Regions from separate parts of the Mus musculus genome. Here region 1 is linked to region 2. The links are chromatin contacts, called in public HiChIP or PLAC-seq maps. All regions are on one chromosome and are shown on one strand. The core of a region is the stretch at or near the end of the contact, and the rest is flanking DNA. Distances in the headings are between cores, read along the strand shown.

Region 1 (2,700 bases), core at 129-2,628, 1.1 Mb after region 2:
AAAACATGTATTAATGCCCCATAGGACATTAATGGCTCTCTGTCCGACTTCGGAGTCATGGCACCTTCATGAGGTGCTTTGGTCTGTGAAGTGCCTACAGTTTGATTTCTTGGTTTATGCTTTTAGTGCACGGACTTCATTTACTTATCTGGGATGTGGGCTTAAGCTGAAGAAGTCTGGGATGCAGGCAGTGGGCCCATCGCCGTTCTGAAAGCATCATTGAATTCTGACTCACCATTTATAGACACTGCCCTGGGCACTGTGTCACTCCCCTCACACCCCATGTCCCGGGTCACTATACCCCTTTTTGGTGCCTGCAATGTGATGACGAGCCATGTCATCAGATAAACTGCTCTCTTCTCTTCATTTACTTGATGTAAATACAGCCGGTGGATGTCACACCAATCAAACAACGCCCGCCCTTCGGCTAGCCAGTGCTTTTCTGCTACTTTGTTGTAAGCACATTGGACCCTCTGAGTCAGGCAAGATACATTGTAGACAACTGCTGGTTAACTCACATCTGAGTGGTTAAATTTAGACTTTATTCTACTGTCCTGAAAAGGGCTAGTTCCCCTTGGAATGTGGGTTTTGTTCCATTCTTGCCAAGTTTCCTGTAAAACTTTTTTTTTTGTTTTGGTTTTGATTTGTTGTTGTTGATGATGGGATGTTTTTGTTTGTTTGTTTGTTTGGGGGGTGTGTTTTTTGTTTTGGTTGGTTGGTTTTGGTTTTTCGAGACAGGGTTTTTCCTTATAGCCCTGGCTGTCCTGGAACTCACTCTGTAGACCAGGCTGACCTAGAACTCAGAAATTGGCCTGCCTCTGCCTCCCAAGAGAGAGGCAAGCCGCACAGGTAGCAGATCCCAGACTGTGGTTCTGGGACTGGCCAATGGAGGGCTCCACGGGCCAATTGCAAGCTGTCTGACTGAAGGCTCTGATCTCTCTCAATGTCTCTGCTAAACTGAGCATTTTTAACAACTTCGTACAGTCGCTGTGAAGCATACAGCGCATATTAGTATTTCACATGTGTTCCTTTCCTTCTCTTCTACCCCAGCCCCAACCCCCAAAATTAACGTTGCCAATTAAATTTGCCAAATAAGGCAAAGGCTACTGAGGTCGATTGCAGCTGCAAGATTAAGTCTCTCTGTCCCACCCAAGTGCTTAAGAAGTGTCCGGCACAATCCAAACTCCAAAGGATGTTAAATGCTGTTCCCCTGCCACCCACTCTAGCCGCCAGGGCCCCAATGCACATTAAAATAAGATTAGGGCAATGATTTAAGCTGAAAATTGGGCTGCCAGAGAAAGCACCGGCCTCACTCCTGGGGGATTAACTATACCTATGGGTACAGAGGCAGGCGCCTCCGGCTAGCTGACGTCAGCGCCCCCGGGTTGTTTTTGCCCCCCGCAGTGTGGGAAGGAATGGGAGTGGGGAGGATGCCGGAGTGCAGTGCCTCGCCAGCGCTAACATAGCCCACTGGCGCCCTCTCGTGGTACTCAGTCGAGTTGTTTCCTTTAAGAAAACAAAGCCAGGAGCCTCCGAATAGATAACTAATGGGACTTCCATACTTGTCCTCCTTCTCTTCCCAGGGTATGGAGAGTTTCCCAGCACGGTCACGGTCACAGAAAGCTGCTGATGAGAGAGTACTGGTACTGCTTTGTGGCAGACCTGAACAAACATCCAGTTTAGGAAGTGATAAGGACTTCAATATTTGGAGAGAGTTCTGGAATGTTCTTAGCAGTCTTCACAAAGAAAGCAGACTGCAGCAGAGGAGAGAGATTTAGACTGCCCTCCGTGAGCCAGCTTCTCATGGCGACAGCCTGGCTGACACTGCAAATGAGGCCCTGTGTTAGATCCACTCCACAGACTTAAGACAAGGCGTGGACCAGAGTCTCCAACAGCCTTGCTCAACAACAAAACAACAAACAGGAGGCAGTTACAGCTCCCGCCTTTCTACTTCCTGTGTCTATTTCACGAATCATGCCGAAAATAAGCAGTTAAGCTCTATCGTGCTGAGGAATAAATAATAAATGATTCTGACTCGACAGCAGGCAGATCTGGAGAGGAGAAATATTTTGTACACGCTGCCTTACTTCAGCAGGTGAGAGGAAGAAGACGCGTTCTGCAGACCTCCACCTGCCAATGAAGCACTGTGGTTCACAGGAGACAACATTCACTCACATCCCAACACAACCAGAAACATACACACACGTGTACACACACACATACATAGACACACAGTCATACACATCACACACACAGACACACACAGACACACACAAACATATACACACACATACACACATGCATAAACACACAGTTACACATACACACACAAACATATACACACACATACAAACATGCATAAACACACAGTTACACACATACACACAAACATATACACACACATACACACATGCATAAACACACAGTTACACATACACACACACCAGAAATGTAACTTGGTAATGTTTGATTAAGGAAACAGGAAGCCATTAGCTATCTCTGAACTCTGAGCTCCTGTTACAAACCACCACATCAACAAACTGAACGAGTATTTATTTGTTCACTTATTTATTTTGAAACATATTGGTTCCCTGAAGCCCAGTCTGGCCTTGAACTCCTGGTTGTCCTGCATCTGCCTTCTGAGTTCTGTGCATTCATACCTAAGCCACCACACATAACAGGTGTATATGTTTTGTCACA
Region 2 (2,700 bases), core at 176-2,675:
GACTTGCCAGGGAACAAGCCAGACTTGTAGGCAGCAGCAGGGTCCAAGGATGCCTGCCCATGCCCAGGCTATAGATGCACCAATCTGTTACTGTCTTGTCATGATGATTTAACTGGGGCATGCTTGCGAGCATCTGGGGACATTCATATGTACAGAGGTCCAGATTGCTTTGGTAGCTGAAGCAGCATTCATGCCTAATTTCTTGACAATTTTGTTTTTTTTTTTTTTTTTTTTTTTCTTGTGTTCTCTACTTTGACATTTACGCTTGATCTTCCCAAAGCTTGGCTAACAAATACCTGTTAGACTCAAGTACATTATCATTGGTAGAAATTTACCGTAGTGATCATGTAATGGAGTCTCCTGTGAGCAGACTCTGGAGTAAGGCTGCTAATTTCATTTAGTAAACATTAGTTCTTCATAATACACATTGGAAACAACGCTCCCAAATGGAAAATTGCATCAGCCATTTTGATTTTTCTTATAATGAGAAAAATGTAATATATTCTTCCTAAAAATTTACCTTGACTCTATCCTATTTACCTCAAACTTGTTTGAAAGATCGAAAATATTATGAAATAAATTAGGAAATACAAGCAAATTCCTATGCAGATCTATGATATTACCTTTAAGTATCCATTCTTTTATTCTGGAATAATAATACTAGAATTGAATTTGATCTAGCACTTCCCTACCCCCCACTCCCGCCAGCCAGAAGGCACCACACATTTCCAAGTCTGCCGTGTAGTCAGCTGAGTCCTGGAGGTGAAGTCTATCTAGTGTAAGGTGATGAGAGTGTTGACGGTTACATATAGAATATATCCATATAAGGAAGAGGTGCTATATTTCTTTTCCTGATTGCTTTTCTGGCTCATGGAACATAGAGGTGATGGCTGAGGCTCTGGAAATCATTTGGACCACACTAATAAGAGTCCCATCCTAGAGAATATAAAGTGATCAGGTAATATAAGGTGATGAGGCAAAAGGAAATGTGATAATGATTTTGTGGTCTTACCCTGGTAAAGGTAGTTACTTACTTTAACCTAGTCTCTGTGTAAGATAAACTTTTGTCTTAATTTAAGATATTGTTATTCTAAGAGATATAGTTCCTTTCCTGTACAAAAAGGCCAGTGAACACTCTCATGGTTGTGTAATTCACTCCCCCAAGCCCAGTGTTACGCCTAATGAGTGACATTGATTGTCTCATGGAAATGTCAGTGGATAAAGAGACCTGGCAAGATACCCAGAGGAGAAAGGGCATGGCTGTGACTTTGACTCCTACTTACTGCACATTCTCAGGAAATTATTTAACCTTCTTTAGTCACAGTTTCCTGTTCTGCAAAACCAGTTACAGTGTGCCTTAATCTGCTCTAATCAGGCATCTTAAACTGTGATCTGGGCACAACAGAAATGGCTTGCCTGCCTCCCTGCAAGCAGGAAGTCTGTGATCACTGTGCCAGCATGGTTGAGGTATCGGGAAGGGCCCCTGTACATAGAGATGTCTCACTGTAACTGACTATTGCATGGGTTTGGTAGCTCAGTGGGCTGTGTATGTAAGAAAACTAATTCTAGTCACAACGGTTCTGTCCTCATGAACTGCTCATCTTCCTAAGGTCACACCTCTTTTGCTATCATTTTAACACTTGGGTTTCAGTGTGAATTTTGGGCCACAAACATGCCATAGGTATAAGCTTGGGTCCCCCCACTCCTTCCGGCCCCCATTTTGTAATTGTTCTTTAAACAATAAGCTTTAATGATTCAGTGTTTGCATTGTATTCCTTTCAAATAATCTACAGATGACTCAGACTGTATGGAAGGATATGCACAGGTTACATAGAAACACCAGCCCATTTTTTTTATATATAAAGAAGGTGAACGCCTGCAGAGCTTGGTGTCTTCAAGATCTGGGAACAAGTCCACCTTGAGTGCTAAGGCACAACTGCAAAGATTTGCAAGATTTGGCACAATTACGGAGCAGAGCTCAAATTTACATTTGTTGTCCACCTATTTATTTATTTATTTGCTTATTTATTTATTATTGTTACGCATTTACTTGTGTGTTTGTTCAGGCATGGCTCTTATGTACCCAAGGCTGTCAATTGAACTCTTTCGTCTCTGTTTATCCCCCCTGAGTATTGGAGTTAAAGGCATGTCCAGTGAACTAACCAATTTAATTATTTCCCTTGTTTTATTTTTCTTCAAGCCTTAGGAGTTCCTGTCAAATGATGTCCTTGCATAGAAGAAATAAAGTCTCCAGGAGACAAAACATGTTAGAGACACAGATATGGTGAATCTGTAGGCAAACTGAAGAGATCACTTCTGGAATAGTCATGCCAGAAAGCAAGAGAATACAGCCCTGTGCTTGAAGGAATTCATGGGGCTTGAGTACTGTGTTCTTAGCACTGCATCTTTATGTTTTAAGGCTAGTTTCAGGATCTTACATAGAGGCAATAGCTATTTAATGGACTCGGGTTTTGCCTTCATAAATGGAGCTGTTAAACTTGAGAACAAGAATCAAGAACCAGCGGTTTCTAGCCAGGCTTTGGAAAAGTGCAAATAAGGTCCATTGTGCCATGTGCAGCACTTCTTATGGAAGGAGGGACTAGTCAACGTTGCTAAAGGTGTGGTTTCAAGGCATGGAGGTTTTCAGTAATAGGAATGGGTTGAAAGTTAGTGTTAGGTTTTCCATTTGTGTGTGTGTGC

Evidence for each region. HiChIP or PLAC-seq counts read pairs in DNA pulled down with a chosen protein or histone mark.
Region 1: an HNF4G HiChIP or PLAC-seq map of pancreatic cancer cells shows a contact between it and region 2. The contact joins two enhancer-like sites. A contact is called at or near these places in 1 of 484 Hi-C or Micro-C datasets (uterus), 1 of 115 datasets of contacts at active chromatin or transcription factors (pancreatic cancer cells) and 1 of 9 other capture datasets (embryonic stem cells).

What each region holds. Positions count from the first base shown.
Region 1 is chr3:137,751,638-137,754,337 of GRCm38.p6, forward strand. No RefSeq gene overlaps it. Among named protein-coding and RNA genes, the nearest start is that of Mir6380, 31 kb to the right of the region's middle. Within about 2 kb of position 1,379, at least 96 of the 459 cell types and tissues checked have an H3K27ac peak or open chromatin away from gene starts, as enhancers often do. A contact at or near this core is called in pancreatic cancer cells and uterus, where this site is marked.
Region 2 is chr3:136,696,591-136,699,290 of GRCm38.p6, forward strand. All of the region lies in intron 1 of Ppp3ca (protein phosphatase 3, catalytic subunit, alpha isoform), which reads left to right. Among named protein-coding and RNA genes, the nearest start is that of Ppp3ca, 28 kb to the left of the region's middle. Within about 2 kb of position 1,426, at least 71 of the 459 cell types and tissues checked have an H3K27ac peak or open chromatin away from gene starts, as enhancers often do. A contact at or near this core is called in pancreatic cancer cells and uterus, where this site is marked.